Linked DNA regions of Sus scrofa: regions 1, 2 and 3 are each linked to region 4. Evidence: chromatin contacts called from public HiChIP or PLAC-seq data. All regions are on one chromosome and are shown on one strand. Each heading gives the region's core, a stretch centred on a gene start, on an enhancer-like site or on the middle of the called end of the contact. The rest is flanking DNA. Distances are from core to core; before and after follow the strand shown. Region 1 has its middle 98 kb from the start of LPP. Region 2 overlaps LPP (lipoma-preferred partner). Region 3 holds the start of LPP (lipoma-preferred partner). Region 4 holds the start of TPRG1 (tumor protein p63-regulated gene 1 protein).

The links. HiChIP or PLAC-seq counts read pairs in DNA pulled down with a chosen protein or histone mark.
Region 1: an H3K27ac HiChIP or PLAC-seq map of skeletal muscle shows a contact between it and region 4, with 9 times the contacts expected there. The contact joins the enhancer-like site here to the promoter of TPRG1 in region 4. A contact is called at or near these places in 5 of 47 Hi-C or Micro-C datasets (alveolar macrophages, brain, embryonic fibroblasts and 2 more) and 2 of 2 datasets of contacts at active chromatin or transcription factors (alveolar macrophages and skeletal muscle).
Region 2: a contact with region 4 is called in an H3K27ac HiChIP or PLAC-seq map of skeletal muscle. The contact joins the enhancer-like site here to the promoter of TPRG1 in region 4. A contact is called at or near these places in 10 of 47 Hi-C or Micro-C datasets (brain, embryonic fibroblasts, fibroblasts and 5 more) and 2 of 2 datasets of contacts at active chromatin or transcription factors (alveolar macrophages and skeletal muscle).
Region 3: an H3K27ac HiChIP or PLAC-seq map of alveolar macrophages shows a contact between it and region 4, with 7 times the contacts expected there. The contact joins the promoter of LPP here to the promoter of TPRG1 in region 4. A contact is called at or near these places in 2 of 5 promoter capture datasets (fetal skeletal muscle and liver), 9 of 47 Hi-C or Micro-C datasets (brain, embryonic fibroblasts, fibroblasts and 6 more) and 2 of 2 datasets of contacts at active chromatin or transcription factors (alveolar macrophages and skeletal muscle).

Annotation. Positions count from the first base shown.
Region 1 is chr13:125,682,234-125,685,621 of Sscrofa11.1, reverse strand. No RefSeq gene overlaps it. Among named protein-coding and RNA genes, the nearest start is that of LPP, 98 kb to the left of the region's middle. Within about 2 kb of position 1,626, at least 46 of the 83 cell types and tissues checked have an H3K27ac peak or open chromatin away from gene starts, as enhancers often do. A contact at or near this core is called in brain, skeletal muscle and subcutaneous adipose tissue, where this site is marked.
Region 2 is chr13:125,889,693-125,893,243 of Sscrofa11.1, reverse strand. All of the region lies in intron 2 of LPP (lipoma-preferred partner), which reads right to left. Among named protein-coding and RNA genes, the nearest start is that of LPP, 110 kb to the right of the region's middle. Within about 2 kb of position 1,828, at least 39 of the 83 cell types and tissues checked have an H3K27ac peak or open chromatin away from gene starts, as enhancers often do. A contact at or near this core is called in embryonic fibroblasts, skeletal muscle and subcutaneous adipose tissue, where this site is marked.
Region 3 is chr13:125,781,066-125,784,617 of Sscrofa11.1, reverse strand. LPP (lipoma-preferred partner) reads right to left here and starts at 2,245. Exons shown (of 11, transcript XM_021071250.1): 1 at 1,989-2,245. LOC106508360 reads left to right here. Exons shown (of 3, transcript XM_021069821.1): 2 at 1,491-2,109; 3 at 2,639-3,552. The coding sequence ends at 2,836.
Region 4 is chr13:126,528,186-126,531,358 of Sscrofa11.1, reverse strand. TPRG1 (tumor protein p63-regulated gene 1 protein) reads right to left here and starts at 1,398. Exons shown (of 7, transcript XM_013982282.2): 1 at 164-1,398.

The DNA.
Region 1 (3,388 bases), core at 377-2,876, 850 kb after region 4:
GGGCTTTGTACTGTCATCATTATCTCTGAGAAAATGAGTACATGGATAGGAAAAAAGGCATTGCATCCTGGGATAAGATTTTTGTCTTTAAAATTGTTGCTAGGATGGTAAGGAATAGATTCTTATTACAGTACTTAGCTGTGCTGTGTTTGCAAATCACTGACCTGATAATTTGCAGAATCCTTATTTCAGAAAGATTTGTTCTAGTGGAAACTGGAATTCGTAATTTGGAGCTGGACACATCCCAAACCCAGAAGAACTCAGCTTGATAGGACCTGCAGCTACCTCCATCCTTACTCAGCCCTAAGCAGGCAACAATTTCGGGCAAGGCTTTAGTGGGCAAGAGTTAGGGACCCCAGGTTTTTCCTGATTCTGTGTGTGACTCGTGTGATGTTAGGAAAACCACTTTTCTGTTAGTTGAAGCTCAGTTGCTTCAACTGTCACATGTTGGGCTTGGATTTATCAATGTGCTTCTAACTTTGAAAGCCATTGTATTATTATTATTAATATTTATTATTTTTTCCTGAGAATGCTGTGGGAACCTAGGATGTATAAATGTAAAAGTACAGGGGGCTGAGGACTTAGAGCCCCTTCATTTACTCCATTTGTGTTGCTGTGTGACCTCTTCATGGAAGGCAGTATGGAAATGATTGGCTAACTCCCAGAAACCCCTTTAGTCCCCAACACCAGCATTAAGGACCAGTACTATCTTAGATAGTTAAACATCTGAGGGCTTGCAGTAAGCTCAGAATTCAGGATCCAGAACTGGGCAGATAGAAAAAGGGGTCATAATGGCATAACTGGGGTAGAGGGCAGCACGACACAGATGTTACGCTTCACAGGTGCACAGCACTTTACAGTTGACAAGATATTTGTGCATCAGTTGTCTCTTTAGAGCTTGCCCAGCACTGCACATATAGATATTTTCATGATGACCTTTCATGAAGCAGCGATTGGGTACCTGGTACAGGGATATACCAGGAATACAAAGAGGCTCCATTTGAGCCTCAGGAAGCTCATCATCTGATAAAGGAAAAGGCATGTAAACATATTGCAATTGCAAAATTGAAAGGTTCTAAGAGAAGTGCATGCAAATGTGGAAGGGAGAAGAGAAAGAAATGCTTCACTTTTCCTTGGGGGGGGAAGAAGGCACACTTAGTGGGGAGTGGGCCCTGCCCTGGGGAGTGGAGTTCCCCAGGCATTTAATGGGGTGGGGGGTTGGGGGTCATTCCACCTGTTTGAAGTCTAGACAACTCCGAAAAAGCCTGGTGGGGAAGAGAAGAGGAGTCTGGGGAACCTGGCTGGGGGGGTTGGGTAGCAAGGAGAGTTGCGGCTGTGAAGGTAGCCTGGTGGGGAAGGGCCTTGAATGCAATGCAAAGAATTTGGACCCTGTGGCAATGAGATCTGAGCTTTCTAGATGAGGAGACAGGTTCACAGAAGTCTGAACCTTTGCTGAAGTCACAGGCACGGGGAAAGCAATTGCAGGGCCGGCTGGACCAGTGTCCTGTGGCTCTTCCTGCTACCCTGTGCTGCCTCCAGCAGGCCTGAACCAGGCAGGCCCTGCGTGGGAGAGGCCTCTGGGCTGTTTATCCTGCTCGGTAGGGCTGGCCCTGGCCGGGAATGGAAGCGGGTGGGGTGGGGGCCATGGAGGAGAGGAGGGGCCTGACAACAAGGGCTACATTCAAGGCCTGCACTGGAGCCTGCGAGGAGAATGGAAAGCTACAGTCTGTCGGAGCATCCAGCCTTGGCAAGGCGGTCGGGGCCTTATAAGGAAATGTTGTTCTCTCCCAGCCAGTGGGGCTGGGATGGAGCCCTGTGCCCACAGGACAGAGCTGCCCTTGTGGGGGTAGGCCGGGGTGCCACCCGCCCCTCTGTTGTGAGCCAGAGCTCTCAATGGGCCACTTCTGCAGGCTCAGCAATCCCTCTCAGCCCCAGCCTGGGAGCAGCCCCCACCCCCTCCGTGCCCTCCACTCCCCAGTGCCCTGGGCTGATTGGAGGAAAGGAAAAAAACAAAACAAAACAAAGCCTTGGCCAGATTTCAGGCCTCCATGCTGTTTGATGCCGAATAACCCCGAAAACAGGCTCAAGTCAAATTCCCTCTCCCGTCTCTGCAGGGTGTGCGAGGGGAGGGATGGCTCTGTGCCTTTCGTCCCTGCCCTGCACCCAGTTGTCTCCTCCTTGTGACCACAGAACTCCCAGCGCTGAGTTCTGTCGTTGCAGAAAGGCAGAAAGTGGGCAGAAAGAAGCCTGGTGCTGGTGCCGAGGGGGCCGGGCCACTGGCACTGGCGCACTCCTAGGAGCAGGGCGACTCTCTCCAGACTCCTTACCAGTGCCCAGCAGGCCAGAGGGCCTGGGAGACTTCGGAGGGTGCAGAGGAAAAACACTGCTGGCCAGTAGAGCAACAGAGAAGGCTCCTAGGGAAACCATGGTCAGGTCAGCATTCCTCAGCTCCTGGAAGCGGCGCAGCTCTGCAGCCGTGAGGGGTGATTTAAAGCACTGATCCCTAAGAGATCTCCCTAAACCTGAGACGGGCTAGGAGCAGAAGAGATGCTTAGTGTGGCCTTTCACTTTGCTTATTCGCAGACGCACAGACGCATGAAACCCTGGAGCTACCAGGAAACAGGTCAGCCAGCCCAGCTCTCCACCTAAAGCAAACTTGGCAGAACTTTCAGCCGCCTGTGCTCTCCCCGTGACCATGAACTCAGTCCCTCAAGCCAGTTCCTTTGCATCTACAGGTGACCCTGTGTGTCACCCACCAAGGCACCACCTCGAGGGTATTGTCCAAAGCCGAGCCATGAGAGTCACACAGTGAACAAAATGCGAAGGAGAAAGTTAGGAGCCCTGAGAAAATCATGGGGAAAATGTTCTTAGAGTTGAGAGAAAGGGAAATTCCTCTTGAATAGGTGACCAGAGCAGTGTTCATTGAAGGCCAGGGGTGAGGGGAGACATTTGGGGTGCAGAAAGGCTTGGAGTTCAGGAAGTGATATTTTACTATTATTATTATTCTTTTTAGGGCTGCACATGTGGCATATGGAGGTCCCCCAGCTAGGGCTGAATCGCAGCTGCAGCTGCCGGCCTACACCACAGCCACAACAACGCAGGATCTGAGCAGCATCTTCGATGAGCCTGCATCCTCAAGGTACTAGTGGGTTTCTTAATCTGCTGAGCCACAACGGGAACTCCCGGGAAGTGACAAGCTTGGAGAGTGGGGAGGTGGTTTCCAGGAGAAGTGGTAGTGGGCAGGTGGGCAGGGAGGGACAACTTTGGGCTGGCTTGGCCCATGAAGGGATGGGCATGGTTAGTGTGTACATCTGGGAGAGAGGAGCTTTGTTAGTATAGAGGCGAACACCAGACTTTAGAGGCTCTGGGTGTCAAAGGGAAGAAGGGG
Region 2 (3,551 bases), core at 579-3,078, 640 kb after region 4:
CCAGGCACGTGACCAGGCCCAGGTGTGGATGGAGGCCTAGGAGCTGACAAACCCCTGAGAACAATCACTGAAAGTGAGCAGGCTAAAAGGCCTTCATCACATGGAATTTCACAGCCAGTGTAGGGAAACCAGAAGGGCCAAGTCTCCCTCTGGGCCCATCTTCCTCATCGGTACAGGTGCCACTTTCTCAACCTTAAGAGATGTCCAGAGAGGCAGAAAGCTTACAGAAGCTTGAAGCACCTCCAATACAGTGGCTTTCAAAGTGGGTTCCACAGAGGCACAGAATTTAGGACCATAACTCAGCCCTAGATGGAAGCCTATTTAACCATTTAATGACATAACAGTGCCACCATATAATTATACTTTGATTATTTTAAAGGTATCATTTACCTTTCAAAAATTTTCTTTACACCACTTTGCTTTTATGAAAAGGCTTACATTAGTATCTGTTTCATTGACCAAAAGAAAGCCAAAGAGGATATTCGTTCTTACAAAAAAAAAAAAAAATGGCAAAAAGCAAAAATAGCATTCAGAGTTTGCAGTTGCTTCTGCACTTGACTCCTTTTCAGCTCACAAAATGTGTCATAGGAACACTCTCACTTTCAGATAGCAGGGAAACCTGTACTGGGGTTTCAGATGACAATTCACAAGGGGTTTAAGAAAGAATTCCATAAACAAAAAGTTTCTGAAAAGACCAAGGCCCAATGAGTCTACTGACCAAGGTCATACAGCCAGTCAATGTCTGGACCACAAAGACATTTCTTGGACGAAGGCCTTGGAATGAGGGGCTAATGAGATACAATCAGAGAAAGTTAAAAGAGCTCCAGAGAGCATGCATTGCAATTAGAGAGGTCAGCTCGCTACCCCCAACCCCCAATAAGGCTGTAACTCTAGAAAGATTTGAGAATCAAGAGGGGAAGGATAATGGGAGCCAGAACGAATGGGTATCCCAGGTCTGGAACTTCCTTAATGTCTCTCCTCCATGCTCAGCTCTGGGTCTTCCTGCCCAGGTTAACCACCCAGGAAGAACTTGGAGGTGGGGCGCTAAAGGAGAAGAGCAAAGCTGGGAAAGAAACACACACTTTTCTTCTTTTCCCTGACTCTTCAGACAGCGCTCTGGCAAGACAGGGAAAAGGCCCTCTTGGGCGCCAGTGGACTTCAGCTTTGCATTCCTCCATCTCTCCATGGGCCAGATAGGAATAATCGGATACACGTCAACCCTAGAGTAGTCTGGTGAAATCACAGGGAAGACTCTTCAATCTGCTTAGTAACAGCAACAGAAAGTGCTAAATTAGTGAGTCAAGAAATATTTCTGGAAGAGCTATTCAACTGGAATGCTTGGAGAGCCACCCGCATTGCAATAACTCGAGCTGTCCTCATCTTTTAGAACACCCATAAGCCCAGGATTTAAAAAGGACTTCACAGCTCCAGGGGCAGCCAAATAAATAAATAAACACATAGAAGCTCTAAGTGGCTGACTGAAGTTATTAGGGAGAAAGTTATATTCTCAACAAGGATGTGATCTCTCTCTCTCTTCTCTTCCCCCACCCCCATAATTTCCCGGACCACTTTTGGTAGTGAGCAGTTTGTCATGTTTCCAAGGGAAGCGACGCAGTCTCCTGCGCAGCCGATTCCATCTAAAAAACATATCATCTGTCTCTGCGGCAGAAAGCCCAGTTGGAAGAAGCAAGTTCTGTGCGTTCAACTAGAAAACACTTCTTGTTCTCGCTGTCAAAATAATTCTGTATTAAACTTCTGGGATATGTGACTAATGTGCTTGGAACCTCTTGGAGCGACTGGTTTATTTATTTTAGGGAGGGGAGAGCTGCTGCTGCTGCTGGGGGTGGTGATAGAGAAAGAGGAGGAGGAAGAGGAAAGGAGGAGGATAAAGGACCCGGAACCTTGGAGAAGGAGCCCAGGGTCTGCTCGCATGGCTCCCAGGAGCCAGCCCTGACACACTTCATTATCAGAAGCCTGACAAGGCACCAAGCCAGGCCAGAAAAGGAAAGGCAAGACAGAGAGACAGGTAGTGAACACTTCCCAGAGCTAAGGTTGCCTCACAGTTCCTAAAAAGGCTCAGAAAGTTAAAAAGTAAAAGTAAAACGAAATACAAACACACACACACCACAGAAATCCTATCACAGCTCTTTCTAAAACACATAACTCTCCCTACTGCTAACAGGGGGGAAAAGCCCCAAACACATGATGGGGGGCATCTATCACCTCTATGATTTGACATCAATGCTTCACCTTCACATACCTTCCACACGCAGCCTGCCACTCCCCGCTTTCTGTCTTCCCCATTCCCTTTGTCTTGAAAGCACGTCTCTCTTCCTTGTTTATTGAAGTTCTAGCTATCTTTCAAGACCTTTCAACACCACACCCTCAGTGAAGCCTTCCCCAGTGGCAACAAACAGAACCTTCTGCCCTCCCTGTGTCACTGATAAGTTTACAGCAGGTCTCCAGGTGATCTTCAGGTATGAACATAACAATCTACCTACTGCCTGGCCCACCCTCCATCCCCAGAAACCAGTCTCCCCACAGCACCCACAGTGCACATGTACACACACACACACACACACACCCCAAGCCCTTGCCGTCAGAGGTCCAATTTTTCTATCTCAGCATCCCTACAAAGTAGCTTGAGGCCTGCAAACACCAAGGACACAGTCAATGCAGGTCCATCATGGAAACTGTGCCTTCCACAGCGAAGGGTCTTTAGTAGTAAACTTTCAAGAGACTTAAAAGAAAAAAAAAAAAAAAAAAAAAAGCTGAAAAATCTTCAGAAGGAAAAAGGCCAGGAATTTGCCTCTAGAGTCAGCACTTGAAAGCTGCCCTGCTCCCTTCTCAAATCCCATTGTGTGGTCAGAGTCTCCTCTCCTGCTTTGAGTCGGAAAGTGGGTAGAAATTTGGGAAACAAATGAGGAGCAGTGGCAGGAGAAGAAGTTCCCAGCAGGAAACAGATTGGGTAAATAAATCTAAAACATCATTTTTATAACTGAAGATTGAAATGTATTGCTTACTTTGTGTTTCATTTTAATGCTGCAGCCCCCCTATCCCCCAGCTTCTCACTTTAATACTTACATGTTTAAAAACAAAAGGAAGAAGGAAAGAAGGTATCTGGAGTAGAGAATAGGGCTGGGAGAGAACCAGGACAACGATGAGAGAAACAACAAGTTGGTCTGAATGCCTCTGGTCAGTTTTGGCAGGATCTCCTTCTAACTTTCTCTCTAAAGAGCTGCTTGGCAAAAAGAAGGCTTCAGAAAACAGTTTTCACTTTCCTTCTCCAAGCTCCACCTCCCTCCCCCACCTCATTTTAAAAATCAGCTCCAACCTCCTAAAGAGGAAAAGGAAAAGTGAGACCCAATTCACTCCACATTTTATACCACTTAAGGAAAACCATTTCTTGGAGAAAATGCTTTACAGTTCAGAAAATAATCTACTCTCTCACCCAGTTTCTCTCGACTTCGGCAGCTTCCATCTCATTCCTGTCTTTTTGCTTTTCTTCAACTTGGAAGTAGTTCACTGCCCTAAGAACCAGGATTATCCTT
Region 3 (3,552 bases), core at 996-3,495, 750 kb after region 4:
AAGCCTCCTCCCCCACCTGGAACAGACTGTCCCCTGGAACATACCACTCCAAGAAGGGTCCAACCAGTCCCAGCCATAGTAACCAGCTCAACAGCTCAGTTTCTCCTCCCTCTGCCAATCCTCCAAGCAGCACTAGAACTGCCTACTGTTTATAAGCAGCATGACCTTGGGGGGGCTGCCAGACACAAAGGCCCCAGGCCTGCACCCCTATCATTCAGACAGCTAACTCCAACTACTTGTCACCCATCTAGAGTCTACATTCTTGACTGTAAAGGCCTGGGGTTGGGGTTGGGGAACTGCCTTGTAAAGATTTAATATGATACACATTATTCCTTTTAACTGACCCTGGTGCAGGTAGGGACCTTGAAAGGAAGAAGGCTGGTCATGGGGTAGAAGGAACCCTCCAGGGAGTTCTGGCCTTCCATAGTCTACCATTATTTACTGCAGGCTTTAGAAGGAGCACCCACCTTCGCTGAACCTTTTTTTTTGTTTCCCTACCCCTAAGAGCTGGGAGGGTGAAGATGTGGGGAAGGGAGGATGTTAGTTGCTTTCCCTCCTACCACTTAAAAGCTTTCTTAAAATGCACTTGTGCTGGAGGAGGTAGGCCACTAAGTCACTAACACTTTAGTGAGAATGAGTTTTATTGGAAAGCAAGCAATTTAGAAAAGGGTGAGGAAATGAAAAGAGAGAGGGGATGGATACAAAGTTAAGTGACTCTGGTACAAGTAAAGAAGCTCAAATAACGAACCTACATTTTTTGCGTGTAGTGTTGAGGGCCAGATGGCTTTGGATCCCTGGGAAGGAAAGGGAAGCCGGAGAGATCTTTCAGCACCTCTAGCACCCCAAAGTCACAAAGACACCCCTCCGTTCAAGAACTGAGGCACAATTCCACTGATTATTTCATCTCATGTACCCCCACCCCCGGCCGTCCAACCTCATGCCCCTGCCTCCTTGCACAGTAACATTTACAGCTTCATCTCCACTCTCCACATTTTATTTAGTCTTCTCTGCTCTGCAGTTCTCTCTTGCAAATGGCCTCTGCCCTTGTCCCTGACTGGCTTCAGAAAACCCTCCACCCTTCAAAAGCCTCTGACCCCTCCTTAGGAACCAGAAAAGCAAATCCTTTATCCAGAGCCCCTTCAAACTTTATTCGTGCCTTTTCTCCAGCACTTAGCATCGTCTACCTTGGGTCAGGCTTGGCTCCTCAGCTGAGCGCTCCACTGAGGTCAGAGTCTGGGCCCTAAATGCCTCTAGGACCCTACAACCCAGTACAGCGCCCGCACCAGTGTGTGCCGAAGGAAGAAATGCTTGAAAAAAAAGACCTAGGAGTTGGGAGCCATCTATTTTAATTATGGCCCGGCTTCTAATAAGTGACTTTGGGGGAGGCTCTCCTTCTCTCTGGGTCTCAGTTGCCTCAACAGGAAAATGGGGGAACTCGAAGCCTGTACTCTTAGGCCCCTTCCACTGTGACAACTGTGATTCCGCGAAAGCTCTAAGCGGCTGGGTGTGGCCCCGCCCCCTGGGAGCCCTGAAAAGCCCGGGCAGGGGGCGCCCAGGGAAGGGCTCCAACCCCGCCCAACCCCGGGCCAACGCTTCCCGAAAAACTCGGGGTCCCCCTCCCCCACGCATGCACCCCGTGATCGCGCCGCGGCCAGCACTTCCGCACGGCGGGCCCTGCGGCCCGGGCCGGACGCGCGCTCGGCGCCCTGCGGCCCGCGCTCCTGCCACCCCGGAGGCGCTCGCGCCCGGGGAGGGCTGGGGGTTCCCGAGGCGCCCGCGGGCGGAGGGTGGGGGGGAAGGAAGGAGGATTTGCAGCAATACCTCGGGGAGGAGGAGACCGGGGCAGCGGCGGCGGCAGCGGCGGCTGGAGGCGGAGGCAGCGGCGAAGGAGGAGGTGCCCGGGCACTCCCCCTCCTATTGTCCCCAGCCCCGGCCAGGCCCGGCCCCGAGCCCCGCACCGCGCCCCGCGCCGCGCCGCCAGCCCTTACCTTACAGCGCCCGGCTCTCCCCCGCTTCCTAAAGCTACTTATCCCGGGAAAGCTCGCGCGGGGCCCGGGAGCGAACCCACAGACAAAAAGTGAAACTTCGGCAGGGCTGGAGCGGCTGCTGGTTGGTGCCTTTCCCCCTCCTTCCTCCCCACCGTCCCCACCCCCTCCCCTCGGTCTCCCGTGCGGTGCCCTGAGAGCTGGAGGCTGACGTCAGGGGCCTGAATTCCTGACTTTGCCTGCACGCATTTGTCCATGTAAGGTATGGGAAGGCGGGTGCCCGCGGGGCCGCCGCGCCGCGCTCGCCGCCGGGGGAGGGGGCGCCCTCCGCGAGCCATGGCCTTGCTCCAAGGTGGGTGCACCCGAGGGCCGTTGATTTCCTGGGAGGGAGAGAAGACGCGGGGAGCTTGCAAAGGAGGAAGGAAAGAGGGAGATGTGGAGGCTTTGCCTGCACTGGAGGAAGAGGAAGGAAACGAAGAAGGAGGACACTGCCGGGGTGAGGGGCTATTGAAGAAATGGGGGAAAGCGCGTCCACTGTTTAGGGCGCCAGATTGGCGGGGTGAGGGGGGGCGGTAAGCCTGAGCAAACCAGATCCAGCCTTTGAATCCCCTTCGGAGACTTGCTCTTGAGCCCCGCCCCGAATTCCCAGCCAGGCTCAAAAGTACTGGATGTCAGAGCACCAACATCAACTTCCAACCCGTCCACTACACACATGGGGAAACCGAAGCCCTCAGAAGAGAAGTGACTTGTGCAAGGTCATGTACTCCACAGATCCAGGCATGAGACCCGGATGCTCATCTTTCCAGCCCTGTTCCCGTCACCCTGGCTCCCTGCTTCCTGCAGAGCAGTGAACCAAATGTCTTCGGGCTACAAGGACCACCCTAGACAGAGATTCCGAACTTGCCTGGGCCGCGATGAAGTCAGTTCCTAGAAGGCTCTGACTGCCAGTGAGCGTTGAATAGCCATACCAATTAGTTGCTTCAAGGCAACTTCCTCTGTCTCTTGCTTAAATAAATGAACCCCAGGAGTTTAACATTTACTTCACAGCCCTGACTGGAAACCCAGAAAGCTTACTGGGTGCTTCCAGCTTCAAAAAAGTTTGCAAACTGGGTGAACTGGTTTGAATAAAGGCAGACCTGATACTGGAAGTTTGGGGTTGGATATTTTTCCTCAGACATTTAAATGTGAGCAACCAGGAGAGCCACCATTTATTATGTTAAAAGGTTAGGAAAGGGGCAGCAGCCATTGCCTGGAAGGCACTCTAAGGCTGGGGACTTTGTTTCCTTGTATTTCTATCCTACTGATGTCTAATCATTCCTCACCTCAGCACGTGATAAAGCACTTTTTTCTCACTGGCATATTATGTTTTTTTGTTAGGACAAATTGTAGTCCCTTGTTTCCATTTAAGGAAAAAATCGGGTAAAGAGGCTTGCCCAACACAAAATAAGCAACAGAACGAAACACCTGAACCCACCTTCCCCCATCCAGGTCCCCTGACTAATCCCATGATTTTTCCACTCAACAAGGAGGCCCTGATCTTCTAATTCCTATTAATAAATAGTGAGAG
Region 4 (3,173 bases), core at 149-2,648:
CACAGGCCTCTGTGGAACATGGTGAGGAAGCAGAGTGGAACTGCTGTGGTGACAGTGGCAGGCATGGGGAGACCAGGCAAGGACAGGGCAGAAGAGTGCTGATGCCGGGCTGGCCTTGATTCTAATTGTGTGGACACCACCAAGGGTGAGATGTCCTCCTTACCTAAGTGAGGTTGCACAAATCAGCTTTCTTGGACTTGGACTTGGGGTGAGACTACCCAGATGTCCAGACTCACAGACCACAGACTGCTGCTGTTCTCACCAGGTCAACTGTCTTCCCTCCAACAGGCGAGGGAGTCTCATCATTTGAGGAACTGCACCACACCTCTCCTGGTTTCAGCACTTTCTCTCTCCATCCAGCCGCTGGAGAAGTGGGTTTGGAAGTTAGGGGGAAGTGTCTGTTTGGTAATCCAACAGGACTGGACAGCTTGCAGGGGGTGGATTTTAGGGGCTATCCCCTTGTGAACATTCAAACCTTTGAAGCTTCATAGTGCGACTACTTATATTCCTATTTTTCAGAAGTATACACAAGACCAGAAGAAGCTGGGACCTTGGGGCTATCAGAGGAGTCAAGAGAGGGAGACTATCTCTGTATCTGTGACGCTGAGCAGAGCTTTGCCATTTGTGAGTGACATTCACATTTGGGCCTCACAAATTTTGCAAGACAGGTCAGTAAGGTGTTATTGTGGCCAGCAATTGACATAGAAGGGAATTAAGGAGCAGACAAATGGATGACTCATCCAAGGTCACACAGCAAATGACAGAGCTCAAGTCTCCTGGAGCCCCGCCATGTACACAGGCGGCAACCACACAGCCTGCCCTCAGAAAGGCAATGAGGAGAGGAAGGAGGTGGACTGGGAGGAGAGGAGGAGGAAGGGGAAGCATCATTGGAGAAGAGGAAAGGCAAAACCCTTCATTCTAGTTGTGAGGTCTGGGATGGACCTAGAATCTTCTCCCTTAATCCTTTCCCATCTCACTCCCAGGTTTCCTCTCAGACCCAATAAAACGCGTCCGAGGCTGTGCAGTAGGGAGGCGCTGCCGGGTAATGTCTTTCCTGAGGCTCTAGCTGGGCCCCCTCGGGGAGGCCCAGCCTTTCAAAGGCTGCTTGTACACTGGGACCCGATGCAGGGGCGGCTGGAGGGCTTAGGTCAGGAGGAGGGGCCGAGTCTGCCTTTGGTGCCTAGAAATCAAAGCAGCCAACCTTGGGCTTTTTCTTCCCCTCACACTGAGGCACTTTTATTGGCGAGATGAAGGGAGGCAGAGCGGGCCTACAGTCCTCGCTTTGCTTTTGGAGGTTAATGACCCAGTTAGCAGCTCTTGGCTGCGTTTCCGACATTTTGCAGACATCAAGCCCCGCGTCTCTGCCAAGTACATTCTGTTCCCTGGAGCTCATCCAAAGCATCTCAGATTACTATGTAATGCGACAGAGGGAGAGGTGGCTGGGAGGGGCCGCAGGGAGGGCGGGGGAGCGAGCAGGAGCCCGGAGGGCGGGGCGCCGAAGCGCTGGGGCGGGGTGAGGGGGATGCCACCCCACATATAGCTGCCCTCCTGGACACGCAGCCCCAAGGTGCTTATTTGCTGCACTGGAGGGACCCCAAAGTGAGGCTGCGGAGGCCCCCGGCGTCCAGGCAATAAGAGAAAGAATCCTCCGACTGAGGGCCAAGCTCCCAACCCAGGGCGGGGCTGAGGTAGGGGCCGCTGGAGACACCCGGCTGGAAGGAAGGGGAGCGGACGAAGGGGAGGGGCTAAGGGGATAGGCCCCGCCCCTAGGCCCGTCCCCCTGTAGCGCCAGCTGCAGCCGCAGCCTGTGCTCTAATTATAGACGTGAATGGAAAGCGGTAGCTTTTGAATGATCGTGTTGCTCCGGCTGCCTTTGGAGGCTGAGGAGCAGGTGCTGCCCCGCTAGATACAAAGTGATTCATTTAAAAGCCCTCTGTCACGCATGCACGCTCACCGACGTACACGAATCCTCTGGCTCTCTCTCGCACCATCGCCAGGCAGTGGTTCCAGAATTGATTTAGGAGACCCGGACCCTAGGGAATGGGACAGTGCCTGGAAGTCTTTTTCTTTCTCTTTCTCCATCCTTAGAAAACTCCCCATGGCTGAAAAGAACCTCAGGCCTTTTCAAGCTGTGGGAAAGTAGCATTTTGTTTTACAGATGGAGAAACTGAGGTTGCGAGAGAAACTGGGATGTATTTCTGGGCCACAGGATGTGTCAGTGCAGACAGCCCAGCTTCCTGATGGCCTCTCTCTTTCCCTCATCAGGTTGGAACTTCACTTCAGTGACATCCATTTCCAGGCATGGAGGCTTTGTACATGTGCTTCCCCCTCCTTTCCCGGTTCAGCTCCTCCCCCTTCCTACCCCGCGCCCCCATCCACTCCCACACAGACAAATTGCTAGTGCCAGCTAATTCTCAATGGTAGGTTTAATAGTTTTGGGCCTGGAAACGGAGCAACGTAAAAAACCATGCTCATTTTCCCATCAGTTAGATGTGAGTCAACCAATGTGCCCTTCCTCAGCATAACGGGGTAGGGAGGAACTCCCCAGGAGGCAAAGCCTACACTTGTCTTCCTCAGCATCTCAGGAACCCCTAGCACCCACAGTGAGCCCAGTGCTCTCATGAGCATCGTGACCTAATCCAGGCCACACAAGTGCAATAGAAAGTCACATGTCCATATCACAGAGTCTCTGCAGAAATGGAGTAGAAGCAACTTGCTCACAGTCATCTGCTGGTGAGTGGCAAGCTGGGAGCCAAATCCAGGACTGACACCCCTTTCCTGGGTTCTGTTCAGTACTCATGCTATGGTCTACACTGGGGAGCAAGGATCCACCTGGTCATGGAAGGGGGTCACTCACAGTGTCCTGGGTTTCTCTAAGCTGGCTGCTAGCCTCCTCCCCCCACAATCTTGAGTCACTGCTACCTTATTCTCTCCTCCATCCTAGTCCACAGCATGCAACGAGGCACAAATGGCTACTGCCTTTCTAGGGCCAGAAGTCTTCAAGCCCTCTCACTGCTCCTGACTCTCAAAACAATGCCAGTCTCACTCACTTCTGGGACTTGGCCTAGCCCCTTACCTTGGCTGACCATTCTGGATTTAACTCTTTGCCTATGTCTCCCCTGTGCCCTCCAAATTTCTACCAGATGGATGAATAAAGAAGTGGCAACCAGTAC